2 separate regions of the Cricetulus griseus genome follow, and region 1 is linked to region 2. Evidence: chromatin contacts called from public Hi-C data. All regions are on one chromosome and are shown on one strand. The core of a region is the stretch at or near the end of the contact, and the rest is flanking DNA. Distances in the headings are between cores, read along the strand shown.

Evidence for each region. Hi-C and Micro-C count contacts between places; a contact is called where the count stands out from the background.
Region 1: a Hi-C map of the CHO-K1 cell line shows a contact between it and region 2, with 2.4 times the contacts expected there. The contact joins the promoter of Depdc1b here to the promoter of Ercc8 in region 2. A contact is called at or near these places in 2 of 8 Hi-C or Micro-C datasets (the CHL-YN cell line and the CHO-K1 cell line).

The regions. Positions count from the first base shown.
Region 1 is chr2:326,384,923-326,389,272 of CriGri-PICRH-1.0, reverse strand. It overlaps Depdc1b (DEP domain-containing protein 1B), which reads right to left and starts at 1,483. Exons shown (of 11, transcript XM_027401501.2): 1 at 1,331-1,483. The coding sequence starts at 1,378.
Region 2 is chr2:326,233,902-326,237,964 of CriGri-PICRH-1.0, reverse strand. Ercc8 (DNA excision repair protein ERCC-8) reads right to left here and starts at 2,163. Exons shown (of 11, transcript XM_027401507.1): 1 at 2,032-2,163. The coding sequence starts at 2,108. It overlaps Ndufaf2 (NADH dehydrogenase [ubiquinone] 1 alpha subcomplex assembly factor 2), which reads left to right and starts at 2,276. Exons shown (of 4, transcript XM_027401512.2): 1 at 2,276-2,459. The coding sequence starts at 2,333.

The sequences.
Region 1 (4,350 bases), core at 234-2,733, 150 kb before region 2:
TAAGACAGGGCTGCTCTAAGAGTTTGTGAAAGTCACTGAAAGGAACAACTTCTATCTTCCTGACCTCAGGCAGTTTAAATGCTGGAACCACTTCTGTAGAATCAGTTATGGAAACACCATTTCTAAGACTATCTTCCCCCCTCCCCCGTTATTACTGTTCATACCTCTTAGGAACTAGCTCTAAAGAAAACCTAAATGTATTATTTTAGGCTTACTAAAATAAATGGATCACTCTGGGTGTCCAGTAGATTGTACAGTGATTCCTTCCAATCCTCTTCACAGGCATCTTAGTAATGTGATGTTTTTCAGCCAAATGAAACAATACTGCACTCCCTAAAGTCTTAGGAGAAACTTCACAGGTGACAAGTGATCTTTTCTGTGAAGAAGATTCACAATCTATTATTATTATTCTCCAAGTGATCCATAAGTCTACAAAAAAAAAAAAACCCTAAAGAACAAGAAGACCGAAATCAGACTTCTCATCCAGAAGGTGTTTTGACTCCACAAAACACTAGAAATAAAGGAAACTACATCTCTAGAATATGAGTCTAATACAAGAGAGTTTGGATCCTCGTTCCCACCTTTCCCAGAATATTTCTTAAAGAGAGCATTGAGATTTGATTGCAAGGTACATGCACCTGAGAGTGGCACGCAGACTAAACTCAAAGGCCTCACCTGTGTCTATTCCGTTGTGCAAATCCTTGGAGGCAGAGGTCAGTAAAATTACTTCCTCCAAGATCAGCTTCCTCCAGATCAGCTAAGTCTCTGAATATCAAAATGTGTTTCCATGAGAAAAGGCCTCACCCTGGCGTATCTGCAGGGCTTGGAGACCAACTATCAGAGAGCTAAGGTGGGTGCTGACAAAAACTGAAACGCAGGGGGCAGGAACCTTTAGAGGAGCAATCCACCGGAGTACTGTGCACCGTTACAAAGAACACTCGTCAAGTGTCAACAGTGTCACTCAGGAAGGAGACACGCCCTTGTGTGGATCACCGCAACCCCCAAGTGCTACACGGGTAGGGTGGTCCTAGGGCTCCACCTAAGGTCAATCTTATCCCAGACTCTAGAAAGACAAAGGGGAACCCGATCGCCTGGTGTTCGCTTCCCGTTAAGGCCGAAAGCCCATAACATAGTCACCGCCCACAGATGAAGTTCATCCCACCTGGTGGGGCTGGTCCAGGCCTCCTCTGCCGGCTGCGGAGCAGGGTGAGGAGCCGCGACCCCAGCAGACGCTCGCCCACCGGCACCGGCAGACCCCAGCGGATGCGCACCGTCCGTGTCACGGCGGTGCTGGCGGCAAGGGGTCCGCCCGGCCCGCACTCTCACTCACCAACTTGGTGGCCCGGTACGGCCCGGGACCCACGATACGGTGCTCCATTCCCAAACCCACAGCAGTCGCCCGGCAACGCCGGCGCCGACTCGGAGCTCGCCGCGCCGCAGTTTGAATCACAAGCCTGGATGTTCCGGACGCTGATTGGAAAGTGCGAGGGCACGTGACAGGAACTGCCTGAGTGGGCGGGGCCGTGCGCGTCCTGAATTTATCTGCTCCGGGTTTCGCCTTCCCGGAGCTGGGCGGAAAAGATGCTTCTTCCTCGCCAGCGGGCGCTCGGACACTCGCGGACATGACTGATCGCTCAGGGTGTCGCCGGCTACCCCGACTTTCCCCGACGCGTGCCCACTCGGCACAGCAGCTCAGCAGCAGAGCCTAGTGAATCAAGTCAACCTGGAACCTGGTAGATAATCATTGTCAGCACCCAGGGCAGAGAATCTGGAGGTTAGCTAAGAGAGGAAGGACGTGGGTGGTGAAAGGAAGCAAGTTGACAGCTGTCCAAGTGGAGGAACTTTTAAAAGCCAGATAAAAGCAGTCCGCCATGAGGTGTCGTAGAGACTATCAGAGCGATAGCCCTCGTCGTCTTTTGTTCTGTTCTTTTGATAAAGTACAATAATCTTTTCCCTCCTTGAACTTTTTCCTATTTTGCAACTGACTGAAATTGTTTTTATTCCTTTGTTTATGGAGCTGATGAGTCTGTTTTGTGTGCACTGGATCACCTTCCCACCTCCAGCCCTTAGGAATTGTTGGTCCGACTTGCAGCTGTTCAAAGAGACAAATGACTTCACCAGTCTGTATACGATATCCCTTTAACTCAGTGATTCCAGGTCAGAATCTGTGTCTGGACACCTCAGTGAAGACCAGGACTAGAGACTGCTGAGCAACCACCTTGGTCGTGGAAACTGTTTTTTGCAATCCACAGTTGTTAATTCAGACGCTCGAAACTGGTGAAAAGTGCTGAGATTAAGAAGCACTGAGCATGGGATATTTATATGAACACCCCTTTCAGGGAACATGATAGAAGAGGGTGCAAAAAGAATGTAGGAGCTGAGGGATTGGGAGGAGTTCTGTGAAATGCTGTCTTCTGGACATGATATGGATGTTGCACTCAGGAACTCACAGCAAGTTTTATTACCTGTACAAAACCTGCACACGATGGAACCTGTCAACATTCCAGCAGGCCAGGGAGGGCCACTAGTGAGGAGGTTATTGGAAGTTAATGGGTGCTGAAAGATATCATCTATTTTCTTATAGTAAATAACCCACAACCATGCTCATGTAAGCAACCCTAATTAACTCAGTGAGTCATTGAAAAAAAAAAAAAAAAGCAGGATTTCAAAGTACAGCCTGGACATGCTCAGTTAGGAATTTATTTGCCGGCCTGAGATGAGATGGCTCAGCTAGTTTAGGCACTTGGCATTAAGACCAATGACCTGAGTTTGGCCCTGAGAGCCTACACGGTGGAAGCAAGGGACTGACACCCACAGGCTATGCTCTGACCTCCAGACAGGCTTTGATGACCTCCTCCCAAGAGCTGAGAATAAGCACTTGTGCCAATGTTTGACTCATAATCCTTATATATGTGAGACATTCCAGAGCTTTTTCAAATTACTGCTGTCCACATTTGACTAGATATGTAAATAGGAGAAACTCTATTTCATTGTTAAGGAAGCTAAGCTTCAGAGAAGCCAGAAAGCTTGCTTTGAATCCCATGTCTAATAATTAATAGAAGGTAGACCTCCATTTGTGCTTTCTATTACCAAAGCCTGTGTAGAGTTTGATTTCATTTGCTAACTTGGTTTGGATGGTTTTACTAATACCTTCAAAATTGAATTGAACAGTCAAAAATCTAATGTATATTTATACAAAGACATTTCAGGAACCTGTCATTAATAAACCCAAGTAATCTTTACCAGGCTTGAATTTTTTAAAAAGAAAATCATGCAGTTGAATAACTAAAAATAATCAAATCAATGTCTTTAATTGACTTTCAGCTCCCCCCATTATAATTTGGGTTGAACAGGGGTTACTGAATATATTATATATATTTAATCACATTATCACCTCTATAAGTGTAACTCCCAATTATGTCTAGATTAGATCATTGCATCCATTCCTACATCCTGAATATAACAATTTTAATAATTTGCTGTGCATTCTCTTCTGTGGCACACTCAAGTGTGAAGCCGTTGAGATGCTATAGAAACTGACTCAGTGTGCAAACATCTTCATGGAATGAGTGTCATTCCATGGAGAACCTGCAGTTTCACTGACTTGCCATTGGCATTAGGAAGTTGCAAGCCAGGCAGCAGAAAGACATTTGCCTCCAGTATACTCTGTGTTGACAGTGTGTTTCTCAATCACTCTGACCAGGAAATGGTTCAGCTCTCCCTTGGCACCCAGAGGGTTCCAGGATATCACATTCAGTACAGCTCCTGCACAAGTCACTCACTGCTTACATGAGACTTTCATTCTTCAGGATGCCCCTTGGTGTCTGTTCCATGGCTTTTATTAGCATTTCAGCCATCAAAATGTCCACTTTCATGGGCTGGAAAGATGGCTTAGTGGTTAAGAGTGTTTCCTGTTCTTCCAGAGGACCAGTGTAACTTGAGTTTTCTGGCCAGGCAGGTCCTGCCACCCTTCTCTGACCCAAAGAAGAACACAGATGCTATATTAATTATGAAACTGTTGGCCCGTGACTAGGGTTTCTTATTGGCTAGCTCTGACTTAATTATTAAGCCATTTCTATAAATCTAAGTATTTCCACGTGGTCTTACCAGGGAAAGCCAAACCTACAATTCCTTTGCCTGATACATCGTGACTGCTCAGTGTCTCCACAGAAAATCGAAGAGAGTGATTTCCTGTTTGTCCCTGCTTATATTCTGACTCTGCCCAGCTATGTCACTTCCTGCCTGTTTGTATAGACCTCCAGACCTCTATAGTTAGCTAATGGCAGTTTCTGCCCAGCTTTGTCACTTCCTAGGATCACATGATGACTCCTCTCTGCCTATACTTCCAAG
Region 2 (4,063 bases), core at 914-3,413:
GGGGACTGCCATTGTGCCAACCACCACCAGACAGGCCATGCCCCTTGATAGCAGAATGGTAACAGTCTTACTCGCACACTTCAATGAAATGTTCCCATAAGGTATGAACTCCAAGATTCAGTTGTGCATTTATCTTCTCCATCCCTTCCACAGGCAATCCAGGATGGGGTGGGCCAGGCTTGTGTGCTGCTGCTACTTAGCAAAGCTCTTCCTCTGCTGGAAGAGGTGGAGTATTATGAGGATTTGGTTGCTTGCAGCACGTGCTGCACACAGTGGGTGGGCAGGTGGGTGAGTCTCTGAACAAATCTGATTGGGAGAGGCACAGAACCTCCTTCATTGACCTGAGTATGCCTTTCTTTGTTGCTGTTCTGTTGGATTTCATGTTTAAACAGGGTCTCACTATGTAATGCTGGCTGGCCTGGAACTCTATGTAGATCAGGCTGGCCTCAGACAGAGATCCACCTCTTCTGCCTCCTGAATTAAAGGTGTGAGTCACTATGCCCAGTTCAGTCAACTTTCTAAACTGAAGCTGAATTGGGATTCAGTTCCAATTGATCCAAATCCATTTTCTCAATGAGTTTACCGCCAGGACGCATAACTTCCCGGATGGCTACAAATGCTAACATGGTTGCTGTCAACTCAGACCATCATCTACAAGGACTATGTGCACAAGGTAGGACATCTGCCCAGAACCACTTCTCAGTGTCCAGTGATACTTTAGAAGGCCTTGAACTGTCTTCCCCTGCTTAGGGACCTTTCTGTTACTGGCCCACAGTCTAAGACTTGGCTCCTCCAGGGTTGAACATAAAGCAGTAAAGGCTTGTGCCACATCGGTGGTCTCAATCCCAGCATAGCCACTACCATTTTATTATAAGCACAGAAGACAACTGGTGGGGAAAAGTGTTTGGGGCCACTGAAATAAAAGTTTTCAGCTTTTATTATGCTTTGAGAATAACACTTCACAGAGAAATGAAATCCATTTATAGGCAGACTAATCTGGGGGAACCTCTTATTTGTTTTGAACTCTTATTTTTTCTAGTGAAACAAAAATTTGGGTCATAGAATGTTGACAAAGACCTTTGGGCTTCCTTGGACCAAGGACATTTGGAAATCTAGACTTAAAATCCCAATTTTTCAGATCCTCTGTGGCTTACTTACTTAAATTATTATAAGATTAACCATTAACTACAAGGATAAAAAGAGCAATGTTGCTTTTTAAAAGTTTTTAGATGAAATTAAAAGTGAAGCAAGCAGTTCATTCATTTCCCAGTGTTACCTTTGCTGAACATAAGGAAGAAACTCAGAACTACTTGGAGAACCAGTCACATTACCAGAAAGATGGATACATACATACATACATACATACATACATACATTCATTCATTCATTCATTCATTCTTGCTGTCCCGGAGTGAAAAACTTCTGTGTATGTCTCCAAGAATGCAGAAGTGCCTTAAAAAAACTTAATCATTTCTGCACGAATTGATCAGCAGCTGACACAAACAACCCTGATCATGTTTAGAACTAATCAAAATGTGGTTCTAAAAAATGGTTGAATGTTAACTCATTTAGTTAATCCCAGCACTCCGGAGGCAGAGGCAGGATCTCTGAGTTCGAGGCCAGCTATTCTACAGAGCGAGTTCCAGGACAGCCTCCAAGCTACATAGTAACCCTGTCTCGAAAAACCAAACCAAAACAAAAAAAAATTTATGTAATTTTTGGAACGTATTATTCTAACTATAGAACACCAAAACGTAAAAATGAAGACAACCTCACTCCCTGAATGCCCATTCGCTCTTGGAGCGACAGTTACCTAACTCGACTCACTTCTACTTTCAACTTCATTCTTCAAGCAGACCGCAAGCTACAATAACCGTGGTCTGGGTTTAACCTTCATATTTTGCTCTACGCGCACTCGCGTGTCTTCCTGTCACCTGCCGACTTCATCTTCGACCAATGGTCCAGTCACCCGGACTCCCAGCACCAGAGTCTCACTTGGCACGTTACGGGGAAAGACAAGGCGAGCCTTACCTCCGTGTGGACTGCGCTCTCCGCAAGCGAAGAGGGTCTTCCAAACCCGATTGTCGAGCGGACAAAAAACTCAACATCTCGGTCCCACACACCAGCTGGAGGCCTGGGTGCCGCCATGACACAACTTGGACCGGGCTGTAACAACAGAGTCTTTCATTGGCCAATCCGTGATATGACGTGACCAACGGAGAGCGGCGTTACTGGGAGGTGCGAGAACGCGAGCCTGCGCGGTGGGCGGGCCCTCGTGTGGGCGGGGCCTCCCGGCCGGCGCCAGTCTAGAGACCTTGAGCTGCGCCACGGCATGGGCTGGTGGTGGAGTGTGCTGCGCTCCGTGTGGAGCGTTCTGTCGAAGGAGGTGAGGGAGCACGTGGGCACGGACCATCTGGGGAATAAATACTACTACATCCCCAAGTACAAGAACTGGAGAGGTGAGAGCGACGAGCGGCTGCGGGTCACTGCGCGTCCCGGGCGGGTGGCTCTGGGGCCGAGCCTGGGGTGTCCTACGTTCCCAGGGCTTGGTAGTTGCCTGGACCGAGTCCTCCAAGATCTGCCAGAGTTGTTTGGGGAGCTTTGGGAAAAGCTTTGCGTCAGCGTGATCAGTGCTCGGCTGTCATCAGAGTTTACCTTTTCCAGTGGTGCTGTGGCTGGGGCACTCGCCCTTATTGTCGCCATCCTTGCAAGGGCCAAGGATCCAGACACACCGATCTTTTCTAATTAGCAGTTCCCGTTTCCTTTCTAAGGAGTCTGAGCCCCCAAACCCTGTGCAGGTTGATCTCAGAATCGTATCTCTAAAGATGTTTTCAAGAAGTGGAGCGTGTTGTTTAGGGAGTTAACAGTGCTCTGTTTTAGCCGGCAGTGGTCGCACGCCTTTAATCTTGGCACTCCTGAGGGTGTGACAGGCATATCCCTAAGTTCGAGGCCAGCCTGGTGTACAAAGTGAGTTCAAGAAATCCTGTCTCGAAAAACAAAACAAGCAAAAAAGAATTGTTCCATTTTTTTGTTTGCTTTTGTTTTTTGACAGCATGTTACATAGCGGCTTTCACAATGTCTTCTAATTTTCTCTATTGCTCCAGTATAGAGTCTCAGATGTTTGGAAGAAGAAAGGAGTTGGGCTAGAACCACAGCTCTGACTGAGGTAGCTGAGGGACAAGTCATTTATTGTCACCTTGTCTCAGTGGTCTTACATGAAAGAGACAGTAATAGTGTCATTGCTGGGACACTTGAAGACCCATTCAACACCGTGTTTCATTCATTTCTCACACCTACTAATTTTGTTAAATGTTTATATAAAATTGTTTTCCTTAGCTTCTTATTTTTTTTAATTTTATGCATGCTGCCTTCATTTATGTATGCACTCTACATGCCATAGAGGTTAGAAGAGGACGTTTTCTGGAAAGAGTTAATGATGGTTGTTTAGCCACCATATGAGAGATGGGATTTGAACCTGGGTCTTGTAAGAGGAGCAATTACTCTTAACCTCTGAGCCATCTCTCCAGATCCTACCTAGCCCTTTTCTGTATACTACCTTGGTCTTTTTTTTTTCCCCATTGAGCAATTAAATATGCTGCCTCTGCAAATCAGCCAGACAACCGCTGATTTTATTTCTGTCATGATGGATTGACTGTTCTGCATTTCCTTTTTTTTCTTTTCTTTTTTTTTTTTTTTTTTTTTTTTTTTTTTTTTTTTTTTTTTTTTTTTTTTTGGTTTTTCAAGACAGGGTTTCTGTGTATTGTTTTAGAGGCTGTCCTGGAACTCACTCTGTAGACTGGGCTGTCCTCGAACTCACAGAGATCTGCCTGTCTCTGCCTGGGATTAAAGGGATTAAAGGCCTTCGCCACCAATGCCCATCTTGTTCTGCGTTTTCTACATGTTTATAAGTGAAAACATATAGCAACTCTTAATATTATTTAATTCTGGGTTCTTCAGTTAGGATAATTATTTGTAAATTCACCCTCCTGTGTACCAAAATTTTAACCCTATGCTAATGTTCGAATGTGTGGAATATGATGTAGTTTGTTTATGCATTCACCTG